4 separate regions of the Mus musculus genome follow, and all the other regions are linked to region 1. A link is a contact called in public HiChIP or PLAC-seq data. All regions are on one chromosome and are shown on one strand. The core of a region is the stretch at or near the end of the contact, and the rest is flanking DNA. Distances in the headings are between cores, read along the strand shown. Region 1 has its middle 5.5 kb from the start of Gm35189. Region 2 overlaps Fut8 (fucosyltransferase 8). Region 3 has its middle 21 kb from the start of Fut8. Region 4 has its middle 5.6 kb from the start of Gm40446.

The links. HiChIP or PLAC-seq counts read pairs in DNA pulled down with a chosen protein or histone mark.
Region 2: a contact with region 1 is called in an H3K27ac HiChIP or PLAC-seq map of trophoblast stem cells, with 5 times the contacts expected there. The contact joins two enhancer-like sites. A contact is called at or near these places in 1 of 484 Hi-C or Micro-C datasets (Th1 cells), 5 of 115 datasets of contacts at active chromatin or transcription factors (the 230-238 cell line, effector CD8 T cells, extraembryonic endoderm stem cells and 2 more) and 1 of 9 other capture datasets (embryonic stem cells).
Region 3: a contact with region 1 is called in an H3K27ac HiChIP or PLAC-seq map of trophoblast stem cells, with 19 read pairs. The contact joins two enhancer-like sites. A contact is called at or near these places in 2 of 15 datasets of contacts at CTCF or cohesin (CD8 T cells and the NIH/3T3 cell line), 9 of 484 Hi-C or Micro-C datasets (3T3-L1-derived adipocytes, the HPC-7 cell line, adipose-derived mesenchymal stem cells and 6 more), 13 of 115 datasets of contacts at active chromatin or transcription factors (the HPC-7 cell line, bone marrow-derived dendritic cells, bone marrow-derived macrophages and 9 more) and 1 of 9 other capture datasets (embryonic stem cells).
Region 4: a contact with region 1 is called in an H3K27ac HiChIP or PLAC-seq map of the HPC-7 cell line, with 9 times the contacts expected there. The contact joins two enhancer-like sites. A contact is called at or near these places in 2 of 484 Hi-C or Micro-C datasets (the G1E-ER4 cell line and myeloid progenitors), 11 of 115 datasets of contacts at active chromatin or transcription factors (the HPC-7 cell line, T-cell acute lymphoblastic leukemia, embryonic stem cells and 6 more) and 1 of 9 other capture datasets (embryonic stem cells).

Annotation. Positions count from the first base shown.
Region 1 is chr12:77,058,981-77,062,101 of GRCm38.p6, reverse strand. No RefSeq gene overlaps it. Among named protein-coding and RNA genes, the nearest start is that of Gm35189, 5.5 kb to the right of the region's middle. Within about 2 kb of position 1,496, at least 189 of the 459 cell types and tissues checked have an H3K27ac peak or open chromatin away from gene starts, as enhancers often do. A contact at or near this core is called in the G1E-ER4 cell line, the HPC-7 cell line, brown adipocytes and 5 more, where this site is marked.
Region 2 is chr12:77,305,460-77,308,580 of GRCm38.p6, reverse strand. The region is part of intron 2 of Fut8 (fucosyltransferase 8); the gene reads right to left. Among named protein-coding and RNA genes, the nearest start is that of 9530018F02Rik, 68 kb to the right of the region's middle. Within about 2 kb of position 1,565, at least 4 of the 459 cell types and tissues checked have an H3K27ac peak or open chromatin away from gene starts, as enhancers often do.
Region 3 is chr12:77,215,585-77,218,705 of GRCm38.p6, reverse strand. No RefSeq gene overlaps it. Among named protein-coding and RNA genes, the nearest start is that of Fut8, 21 kb to the left of the region's middle. Within about 2 kb of position 1,620, at least 55 of the 459 cell types and tissues checked have an H3K27ac peak or open chromatin away from gene starts, as enhancers often do. A contact at or near this core is called in brown adipocytes, myeloid progenitors, peritoneal macrophages and 1 more, where this site is marked.
Region 4 is chr12:77,195,770-77,198,890 of GRCm38.p6, reverse strand. No RefSeq gene overlaps it. Among named protein-coding and RNA genes, the nearest start is that of Gm40446, 5.6 kb to the right of the region's middle. Within about 2 kb of position 1,575, at least 82 of the 459 cell types and tissues checked have an H3K27ac peak or open chromatin away from gene starts, as enhancers often do. A contact at or near this core is called in the G1E-ER4 cell line, the HPC-7 cell line, kidney and 2 more, where this site is marked.

The sequences.
Region 1 (3,121 bases), core at 247-2,746:
TTCTGTCCAAAGGAACTTATTTAGGGCTGGAGAGATGGCTCAGTAGTTAAGGGCACTGACTGCTCTTGCAGAAGACACAGATACAACCCCTAGCATCCACACAATGACTGACTTACAATCATCTGTGACTCCAGTTGCAGGGGACCTGACACCTTCCTCTGACCTTTGCAGGCAGCAGACACACAAGCGTATGTAGGCAAAACATATAGGCATGTAGGCAAAACGAATATACAAAGTAAAAATCTTTTAAAATTCAGAACCTAATTTTTAAAAGTATAATGTTGTAAGTGCCCCTAAAACTGCTTTTTCTGTCATCTCCTGGAGCCTTGCCTATGATCCCGTGCCCATACAGCCTGGTGCTCAGCAGAATGTTCCCGTCAAACCTTTGAGACAGCGTTGTGTAATTCCTGCCTCCCTTACATTCTGCTAGGCCAATTCCCACCACCCGGCCTCTCCTGGCCTGTCTGCTCCGCTAAGAGCTTGGAGTTTGGCTTGCTTTTCTGTGCCTGAGCTCTGGCCTGGAATTTGCTCCATGGCAGAAATCTGGAACCACCTAGTATCTGATTACCTCATCTGTCCCTTTTCAACCGATTTCTGAACCTTCGATAACTTTGTTCCACCTTCTCTAGTTTTCTGGAAGCTTCCGTGGAGAGCTGGCCCCATGTCTGTGGGCTTTTGATAACTGGAATACTCTTTTAACCCCCTTGCTCTGTTTGAAACAAAAGGCCCTGGATTTTAGCCATCCCAGGCCCTGGGGAGTAAGCAGGGCTCACCTTTAGCCTGGCAACATGGGCCTTCTGAGGGTTCCAGAACTCTGACCTTAAACTCCAGCGCTAAACAACACGTTGCCCTCCCCACGCTTCCAAAGAATGAAAGGGAAGCATTATATTTTTAGCTTAAAAGTCCTGGCTTTCAAGGGTTGGTATAAATTAACATGGCGGAAGGGGGTACATCCTAAGCCAAAATGTTAACAAGGACAATGGGCCTCTGAGAAATCAACTTCTAGTCTTTTTTTTTTCCTGGACTTTCCAAATTTTAAATAAATGAACAAGGGCTATCTTTAGAAAACAGAACAATGTCCCATATTTGTGGTCCCCTCCCACTGGCTGACTTTTCTTTGTGCTTTAGTACAAATATAGGCCAGGGTGTGACTGATAGTTGATAGCTCGCCTGGGTGTGGATCCTCCCTTCCCTGTCTCCCAGAAGAAGGTTCTTTGAAGAGCTTCCGTGTTTGTCCAGCAAATGACTACAGCCTAAGAAAACTCAACTTTCTCAGAAAAAATTTCCAGACATTTCTGATTACAGCCAAGTCTCCAAGAGAAGCCTGAGGGAAGGAGTCCTGAGGAGAAAATGTTTTGTTTCTGACCAGGGGCTTGGGCCCCCTCACCCCCTCGGGCGCCCCACTCTGACCCCACCCGTCCCACCCACACCTTAGTAGCCTTTGCTCTCTATCAGCTCAAGCCCAACAGAGGGTAGCCCTTCTACTGTGATACCCAGCTGCTGTCACTCAACGCCTGCGTCCCCTTTAAAAATGAAAACAAGTTCCTCAGACTCCAGAGCAGGAACTCTGGAGACGTTAGCATATTCTGGCAAGGCGCCTGATGGATAATAGATAACAGGTTATCCAGGAAATAATTAGAAGCCTGCGCCCACACGGATCGGTTGCACACACTGACCCCTGTCATTCAGGATGTGGCCCTGACAGTAAGAACCCTTTCTTCTTTCGCTTTCAGGCGTCAGAAAAATGTCAGGCTTCTCTCCTGCCTTTATGCGGTGACAAGTTAACAAATGCTGAGTTTCCAAAAGGCACTTATAAGACCCTCCGAAGCATGAGTTCTCACGAGTCTGGGGAACCAGTAGGTTCCCTCCCATGAGCCCCTGGGCGGGGCGGGGTAGGGGAAATCACTTCCTCAGCCTCGTGCTGCTGTGTAAGGAGTCCTTGCTTCCTTCTCTCCACCCCTCCCTGTTTCTTTCCACCCCTTGCCTGAAGTTCTACCCCTGACCAGCTACTTTCAAAGTCCATGCCTGGCTGCTGAGCAGAGTCTAAGTAGCCACCCGGACTCTTCTCCAGCTGGGGACATTACCCCACACCCCACACCCCCAATATGCACCGATTTTGTTTGCTCTGAGATTCGGAAGTATTCACTTTTGTTTGTTAAGTACAGTCTCTGTATGCATCCACTGCTGTAGATATGTTGATGCGGTTATGACAGTCCATGGCTTCCACCATCTTTATCTTTTTCTTTGGTGAGATGTGTGATCTGAATGTAGATAGGAACTGTGACTAAGGGACTTCCCTGCCTTCCCTGCATTGAGCAGATGAAGATTGCTAGTAAGTCTATTCTTGGATCCTAAAGGCAGTGGGTTCCATTTTTCTCTTTCTACATCTTTGAGTGGGGTTGCATGTTTGTTTGTTTGTTTGTTTGTTTGTTTGTTTTTCTGTTCTAAAATCAAGAGTAATAATAAAGACCCCTTACTCTGACCATGACATTTCGACCAACACATTGTGTGTACCTCTGAACTCGCTCCAAAGTCTCCCTTTATTCTCCTCATTTCACAGACCAGAAAACTGAATCTTGGGGCAACTAAAAGTAAAGTAAAAACTGGAGTTATCAGATCCTAAGTTCTATCATCACACAAGCCTATTGTCCTGCACAAACAAACAGGCAAACCTGGGCCAGGCAAACTACACCATGCTACTTCATTCACGTCTTATACCCATATACGCTAACTCTTTCAAGGAAAGAGACCTGTGCCCTGGAAGTTATTAAGGAAAGCCCTCCCTTGAGAAGGGTGGTGGGAAGCTGTGGTGTATCCCCTATAGCATCCAAATCAACCATAGGTTTCATTTCATTTGAACCTCACATTAGAAATGAAGTTTAAGCTAAGAGCTGAGAAACGGTTTGCTCCAGGACCTTGGGTTTGTAGGTAGTTTGGATTCAGACTTCTAATTCTTAACTCTCTCCATACCTATGTTACCATCTCAGTCATCCCAAGATGCTTCAACAAACCACACAAAGAACTGTGCAGGCCTTCCCAGACCCTTGGCTTGTTTAGTAGTTAATAGTTTGTAAAGTTAATCATGTGGTCAAGAGTTTGCACTCCAGAACAAAATTTGCCA
Region 2 (3,121 bases), core at 316-2,815, 250 kb before region 1:
ATACACTTAAATACAAATTGCTCATATTATGAAAAATAAAATTTCTTCACAAATAATTATGGATCCTGTAAATTTCGTGTATAAATAAAATTATAGGTAATTCAATCTTTTAAAACATGGCATATGTAATTCCACAATTAACTCGAAAACCAAAATAAATAAATAAATAAATAAATAAATAAATAAATAATAAATAAATTCTACAATTAAAAGAGAGGAGCAACATTAGATTATTTTGCAAAGTCTATACCTTTTCCTTAAAATGTCATTCTGTCTTTAAGCTATATATATACACATATACATACATATACATATATGTATATATATGATTTTAATATAAGTTAGTAACATGAATTATAAATGATTTATATCATATAATAATTACATATCCTTTCTTTAGTCTCATAAATCTGTATGTATTCTTAGACTAAAAGCAAAGAATTTACAATCACAGAAAAAAAGCTTACACGGAGCTCCTGCTATAAAACCAATAAAAAGATATCCACGGAAAAAAAAAAAAAAAGAAAGTCCTGTAAAGTCCCTATTTAATACACGACTTAAGCCAATTCATTACCCTTCATTGTTTCTTCCCACGTAATAATAGAGTTTATCAAACCTTTAGAATTCCTTTAAGATATAGAGTTCCTGAGTCTAACTATTTAAATACGTATTTATCCTTTCACGGGTGGTTAATTTAATGCATGTGAGTGTACTTAAAGGTAGGAACCTTGTCCTAAATAGGTTTGTGTCCTTATCACCTTGAGCACAGTGTTACTTGCATAGGGGCATGTTACACATGGTCTAACAGAAAGTATATAACTGTTTAACAGGAAATTTCAAATTCCCCCATGTATGATACAGCATTGTTACTACAATTTTTAACCAGATTCTAAGTAGATAATTCTGTACAACCAGGATAACAGCCAGGTTATACTGTTATATCTTATGATCAATGGTCAGTATGATTTGCATCTGCAAACAGAGACTGTAACTGGGTGATGGAAACTAGTTCCAAACACTGCGTTAGCCATAACCTTAACATAACCCTTAACCTCCATAGCCCTTAACAGCCATTCCTGCCTGATAGACTTAAAAGCTGCCTCGAATGCCATCCCGTCGCTAGATCATAAAGCTGTAAGGAGGGGAGGGTATCTAACAAGGGTACGTACTGAGCTTTCAATTCATTATAATAGATTTCCCTCAAAACTTAGATTTGCCAAATTTGGTTTTTTATAAGACTAAAGGCAATTTCTTATTAAAGTAAAAATTTGAAGAAACACTTTAAAAAATATATGCATTTCTACCTTTACTTCTAGTCAAAATGCAATACTAGCAACATCTGCTTAAATTTAAGCTGAAACTATTAATTCTATGAGTAGTTATAGTAGATGACTCTTGATCAAAGACACTGGCCTGTGTAAAAGCCATGTGCATCTATAAAACCAATGCAGACACAAGCTAACTAGACAACCTTAGCAAAAATTTACAGGCAGCCACCAAGTCTGCGCACAGCAAGCATATGGTAATCCAGGTCTCTGAACCCCAATTTCACCAAAACTTTTAGAAAACATTTGGGTTATTTGGGGTAAGGGAAAGAGATGTGAAAGGGCAATAAGAAGCCTTTAAAACGCCTATTTTGACTAAATCTGCAGCTGTTACTACAGCTGTTCTGAAGTTTTTCTTAGAACCACCTGAGTACTCTCTAAAGTGATAACAATAACTAGTAGCCTTAAAGAACTAAAGATTTTTATAAAAGGGAACATTTAAATTGTTAAAAGCTACTTTTTACTATATGATTAATATTTTGAGGAGTTCCCATCGCTGAGTATAAATTGTTACGTAAATACAAGAAGCTTGGTCAGCTTGCTTGAGTTTCAGTGTTTTTTGAAAAAGAAGCAGAAACATACATTTTTCATTTCTCTTTATTATACCACATATTTTATACAACTACAAAACAACCTATGACCCAAATAACATGTATGTATGACACCAATAAACACACAGAATCCTTTTAAATCATCCCAAGTGCACCTTCTAATATATTTTAATTGCTTATAAAAACAGTATCATAAAACAAAAGGGACATCACATACATTTTAAAATGCATTTTGTATTATATTTAAATAAAATCAAAAGTTCAATTCATTCCTAGCTATGCAAAAAACAAATTATTTTTTTTGGAAATATCACACATTTATGGAATTTTTAAAATAATTGATTTATTAACTTTTTTTTAAACACATAGCCAAGACTGACTTCTAACTTGTAATCTTCCTACCTTCACCTCCCCAGTGCTGAGATCACAAGCATGCACACACCACCACTCTCTGCTCTTCCAGTTAATCTTAAAAGCGCCTGTAATGGCATAAGACTTTTCAACTGTATGTTTCTATTCAACCAAAAGTAATAAAAACAGACATATTTTCTTAGGAAAAAAAAACACAAAATGGCAGAGTATGGTGGGCACACACTGTTGATCTCAGGAGGCAGAAGCAGATGGATCTCCGTAAGACTGCAAAGCAAGTTCCAGGCCACCCAAGGCTACATGGTGAGAACTGGTCTCAAAACACCACAAAAGATCTGTGACTCTAGCTAGTTCCAGACTAGTCAAGGCTACACAGCAAGGCCTTATTGAAAGAGAGTGAGGGAGATGGACACACGGACAAGGGACTCACACAACTATAAATCACAAGTTTGAGGACAGCTTGTCATAAATAACAAGACAATACCTAATTTTTAAAAAGAGATGGGGGAGGGATGGAGAGAAGAAGAAAAGGAAGGAAGTGAGAAAGCAAAAGCAAGAAAACGGGAATGAATGCTGTTAAGCAGCAGTTAGAATTAGTAGAGCATTAAATACAAGTATAAGAGAAGCCAGGCTCATGTAATCTCCAGGTAGTAAAATGGCAAGTTCGAGGTCAGTTTAGGCTATATAGTGAGGCAGAGACAGAAATAGAACAAAAGCAAAATTAAAAAGGAAATGCCTAGTCTTTTCCGTCACAAGCTGAGTACCTAGAAAGATTTTGAAAGGCTAGATGCATACACCAAGCTTGAGCACCAACTATCAAACACTGATTTCACTTGACTTCCACCAGACTTATCACAGAAGGTTGAGAAAACTCTC
Region 3 (3,121 bases), core at 371-2,870, 160 kb before region 1:
TGTTAGAGATTGCTGAGCCCTGCCTCTAAGTACCACACTATTCTGTCTCCATCTTATTGATTCTTTATGTTTGGCCAACTACTGTGGTTTGAATGTGTCCTCTGAAAAAGTCTCTATGAAACCTAATCCCCATTGTTATCATATTTAGAGGTAGGAAGGACCTTTGGGGGAAGTGACCAAGTTATAAAGGCTTTGCACTCTCACAAATGGGTTAGTGCCTTATAAAAGGATTGGAGGGCAACAGCTAGGGGTCCCCTTTTAGTCTTACACCTACTTCTAGTGAAGTGAGGTTGCCAGGTTCTGTCAGAGGAAGATGTGTAAGAAGGCCCTCACCAGCTAGCACCTTGATCTTGGATTTCCCAACCTCCAGAACTGTGAGAAATAAATGTCCACTGTTTACATTGTTCCCAGTCTCTGGTGTTTTGTTAGAAGAGCACAAAGAGGCTAAAATGCTTCCAGAAAGCAGATTGTGCCCATTAGACCGGAGGCCAGAACACTGAGCATCATTCTCACAAGGAGGAGCCTGGATCTTGCAGAGCATCACTCACCCCTGAAGCTCCCAGCAACGCCTGGTCCATCATTTAGTTGGTGTTTGCCAGGCACTTACTGTTTCACCTCGGACTGTGCGGAGCTGCTTTCTTGTGGGCCTCCATGTTCATTTTTATTTAAAACATCTTTTTAATAAAGTAGGAGGTTTTTTTTTAAGTCTTACAACATTTCTTCACAGTTCTTGGTATGAAACGGCCAAAGGGTCATTCTGACACTCTAAGAAAGACTACTGCGTAGACCTACAGGCTTTTCTCTACCTGCCAGTAAGCTTACGTTGTCAATCGTCCCAAAAATACTTAGCATTAGTGCACTAAGGGAATGTTGTTCTGAAGCCCCATGATTTCTGTCTTCTCTTTTCCAACAAATAACTTTCAAGTGGAATTGTTACTGTAGGGGACCTTCAGGTGTGACACCACCTGACACTTTTACTGTCTCTTTGGGGTAGCCTTCAGGTCTCGCATGTGTCCTTCTCTCTTACACCCTGAGCAGGTAAATGGAGGCAAACATTTCATTTCTTCTCCTTTCGGAAAGCTGGCATGATGGCAAATTCAGTAAGCGAGCCCACACCTGTGACTCTGTTGAAGCAGAACACTAAACCATTCCCGGCTGCTGCTGCTCCTGGACTGAGGGGTTGCAGGAGACTGGCTTGAGACAAGTGTTTGTCAGCCACATCCTCAGGGGCGCCATGTTGCTGTCTTTCTTCCCTTTTTCAGGTTGGGACTGGAACCCAGGGCCGGCAGGCACTGGACAAGTACTCTCCCAGTGAGCTACTCATCTTCGTAATCTGTGGCCCAAGCAGCTCCCTAGGGTGACTCCCACCGGGTGACAAGAAGTGTACATTTCATTTTATATAGGATCTTTCATTGAGCTAGCTCCATTACAAAATGCTTTGCCAACTTAAGAGTAGTAGAATTACAGAGCAGCCCTGCTGAATTAAATAATAAGTAACAGCTGATACTATTAATTAGCTAAATTTATGGTCTAGGAGAACTGTCACAACCAAGGCAGCTCCCCGCCCCTCATCGCCCTGTCTTCTCCTCCTGCCTCCTCCTTTGGCAACAGCAACCAACGGAAGTGCTGGGACTGTTGGGTTAGTCATCATCAAGTCACTAATGTTTTTACTCCGAAGCTTCGCAGAGTTACTATGTCAAGAATTTGCAGCCATTTAAAAGTCATGTGACACTGTTACCATTCAGTTTCTCATCTACTTCTCAGGATGTCAGGCACCTAAAGGGAGGGGCAGATTCCAACAGAGGCGAATCTACTCAGAAAGACTCCTGCTTTTTTTTTCTTTTTCTTGTTTCAAAGCCAGCATTGAAAATCACTAGTCCTCGTGGCAATCTTGTAAAGGAAGTTGACCTTCTCACTTAAACTCACAGACGAGGAGTCAGACACATTGATAAGGTCCTACGGAGTCACGAGTCACGTGACAGAAACTGAGCATGGCTTTGTTTTTCAAGTGCCTGTTGCATGGTGCCCTTCTGGGGACAATCTGATCTCACTCTAACTGGAAAGGATCCAAGAATATTATTACATAAAACTGGTTTCAAAACCCAAGCAGACAGAGGCTGATGGAAGAAGATGGGATGTTTGAGGTTAGCCTGGGCAGCACAGCAAAATCACCATCTTAAAAAAAAAAAAGGAAAAAAAAATGTAAGTAAAACCGAGGGTGAGGTATATGCCTGTAGTCTCAGCACTTTGGGAGTGGAGAAAGAGATATCAATTCAATGTCATCCGTAGTTACACAGGAGTTAGGGGCCAGCCTGAGTTATATAAGATCCTGTTGTCATCTCTCCCTACACCCTCCACATACAAACGTTGTAAAAACTGGATTTAAAAAAAAAAATAGCTCATGCACTTTTATTTGGGTGAAACAATGGTTCACACTTTTATATTTCCAAGTACTCAGGAGGCTGAGACAGAATGATCACTCGAGCCAATGAGTTTAAGGCTAACCTGAGCTACATGGTAAGATCCTGTAAATACAATCCACATAGCTCAGAATTCGCATGGAGTGCTCGCTTTATTATTTTTGTTTTGCTTTTATGAAATTGTAATGCTTATTGGTGATTAAAGTTTGAATCGTTAAAATAAAAACAAGTTACATGATGTGCTTTTTGGTTTTTCAAAAATATTTTAAATTTAAATGTAATTGTATCATTTGTTGGTCACCTATTTCTCTACTTACAAAGCTTTAGGCCCTAAAAGCAGGTATATGGGTTTCAAAAATAAATAAATAAACAAGTAAATAACCTGGTCACTAAATTCTTTGGGGATATCCTAGCTGCTCTTCACTCAGATGTGAAGAGAGAGAGAATTTGGACCTAAAGGTTTTTATGTTGTCTCCTGAAGCCTGCAGAGTGATTGTCAGAATGTCATCTGTGCTCCGGTAAAACTGTCAACTTACCCAAATGAAATGTATGTCAATAACACTTACTCTGGGGAGGGACCCCGAACAGGAAGCAGCAATAACGTCTTCTGTGCCTTTTATTATTGCATTAAAGTGATTAATTGATGGTCTATTGTTAGGTTGGGATATCTAAACAATTAAAATAGACATAAAACTCTCAAA
Region 4 (3,121 bases), core at 326-2,825, 140 kb before region 1:
AGGGATGGGTAAATAGAGGTGGGGTGGGAGGAGAACTTATATTTTCCACCCAGAGAGGGAAGGCTCCCTGATAGGCCTCACTCAGTAGCTAACCACTAGACCAATGGGTCGAAGTGAGTATGAGCAAGCTAAGCACCCTCTTTCCCTTCCTGCCACATTATGAAGTATCAGGTGAATAGGGCGCCACCCCTACCTGCCCCTCTCCCAATGGGGCATCTAATACAGGATCCCAGCTATGTCTCATCTAAAGGGGTGATTCTCTAGTAACAGAGTAATAATCACATGAGGCTTCTTTCCCTTTCAGATTTAAGAAACGTGTCTATCTGTTCCCCTTCAATGCCCCTTAGTTCCTTAGTCACCCAAGACTTTGTGTTCAGGGTCTTAGTTCCTCATTTTTATTGGAGTCAAAAGACAAAGTCCAAACTCCAAAAAGGAGTTAGACTGGAGGTGGGGAGCAGAGGAGAGGACCTTGGCTTTCTAGATTCGACAAGCCTAGAGGGTCATTCAAAGCCATGCCCTCTCGGAGGCTTGCGCCTCTTCTGTGCATGGCTCTAGGGAAGCCATTGGTGCCTGGCAGTCAGGTCTCTAATGTGCTTCTCTGCAGGGTCTGAGGGCAGCAGGCTGGTTGAAAGGCCAACAGGAAAGAACTCTGTAAGATGGTTACATGGCCCTGTATTTGAAAATGAGAAAGCATTAGCTAGCAGTAACAGTGGGAAATGCTGCTGTGAAGTCTGCAGGAAGGGTTTAAAGCTCCTGCAGAACTCCTCTACCGTCCATCCCCCACCCCAAACTTAGCATTCAGCTCATGGCTAAAGCCTCAAGGACAGTCTCTAACTACACATGACCTTGGGTAAAACAAACAAACAAACAAACTAGACAAGGCTCCTCACAGTGGATTTGGCAGGCAAAGTGCAGGCAAAGTAGGCACTGGGAAGATAAACATTGAGTTTTCCAGCTAGGCCACATAACAAAGAAACAACTTTAATCCTGGTGATTTTGTTGAGTAGTTCAAGTCCTCACCCTTTTCTCCACCACTAGACAAAGCTCTTGCATTCTAACACAGTCTTACCAGTGACCCCTCACACAAGTCAGATCCAGGTGGGGCCCACAACCTGATTTTCACTTGATTTAGAAAACTAAAGCCATGTATTTTTCTTGCTCCTTGGTGATGGAGTATGAACTCGTACCTCTTATCTAGGCAACACTCATGTGGGGTAGGGTTCAAATGATTCTCAGATCACAAGGCTGCTGGAGGAGCTGCCCTGCTCTGCCCACCTGCATTTATTTGTCTTTAGTTGGCAAAAGACAAATTGTCCCAGCCTGGTTGGTAATGCAGCGTCCACAAGAATGCTTGCTTAGGGAGCCACACTGTTCTTTATCTCCGCAGGTGTGTTTCCATCACGTGATGATCTGGATCGGTGGTTCCCAGTTCCCAGTTCCTGGCTTCAGCTTGAGCTCTCCAATTCTGAAAGCCATCGCTGAGAAGTAAATAGTCCTTCTCTGTGTTAGCCCAGAAAACACCGGGGGTCCCTTTACAGAGTCTATAATGAGCATTTCCTGGCTCCTGTGGTTACAGAGTTCTTCTCTCCCTTTCCTCAAGACCTGCTAGCCAGGGCTTCCTGTTGGCAAGCAACTCGCTGGCCTCTGCCAGGGAGCCATGCTGAGTTCTGAAGCCTGCCCTGCCCTGCCCTGTCCAGAGCTTCACAGGTCACCAGCAGACCAGCCAAAGCAAGAGGTCTAGGTATAGGCAGGGTAGTAAGTGCTGTGCTGTGCTGTGCTGTGCTGTGCTGTGCTGTGCTGTGCTGTGCTGTGCTGTGCTGTGCTGCGCTGTGCTGTGCTGTGCTGCATTAAATTTCTGGCAATCTTGGCATCTCTAGCCCAGAGAATAATTTCTATTGCAGTTTCAGGTTGCCTTGGACAGATAACTTACTTTCTGAAAAATACTGACAAAGAAACTAAGAGGAGAGGCCTCCCTGAAGGTTCTGCCCTTTATTTCAGAAATGAGAGAGATAAGCTTTGTCAAGGATGGCTGCTCTGTAATCACTCATATCTAAAGTGCTTGTGAGATGACTGGGTATAGTGGTACATACTGTAATCCCAGTACTCAGACAGGAGATCACCTTAAGTTCAAGAATAGCTTGGACTACAGCATGAGACCCTGTCCAAAAAAAAAAAACCAAAAAAAAAAAAAAAAAAAAGTTTTTGGGCTCCTATGAAGCCAGACACAGTGTTACCTCCCTTTTTTACATGCTGGCTCTTTTCTGAGATGATTGAGAGAATCAGGAGTCTGAACAGCTCTAACAGAGATCAAGAGAACAGATATTGTGGTTGAATCTCACAGACTCCTCAGAAGTAGAGTCGGAACCTTAAATCATTGTGCTGCAAGGTCTCCTGTGATGGGGCAAGACAGTGCAGAGGTTCTTCCATTTTGGATTTTTACTGGGTCATTTCAGGTTTAAGTAGAGTTTGAGCTCCTTAATAAAGAAGTCTGTGGGAAATTACCCAATTCTATTCTAGAGATCTGAGGTCAAGATGGTGCAGCTAACTTATCTTCTGTTGAATTGCGTGCTTGTGCAGACATCCCCTCCCAGCTACCAGCTTAACTCAACTACTGCTAAACTGCTTGCTTGCCCAAAACCTCTCCCAACAGGCACAGAGTGAGACAACAGGATGTAGTTTTTACCTTTAAGAAACCTTTTGCCCTAAATACTCAGAGCTACATTTGGGTCCTGAATACCTGAGTGTAATACCAGCCAGCTGGAATAAATACTATCATTTGTGTATAAACTGTGTCTGAGCGTTTGTCTCTGGTGTAATTCCTGTAAAACTCCTAAAAGGTTTTCATTCAGTAAACTCTCACATGAACATTATCATCATCAAAATACAATATTAAAGATTCCGTGGAATCTTACAAATCTTACAAATCAACTGCTATCAGTTGTCTGTTCTCTCTTCCTGTGCTTATCCACATTCATTCATACATTACACAAAATTATTTTCACAACAAAGATAACTTTACCATATTCATAACATGATCCTGTGATTGCACACTCCTATACTCCTAGAACTTAAGAGGCTGAAGTTGGGGAATTGTCATTTTGAGGTCAGCTTGGACTACATA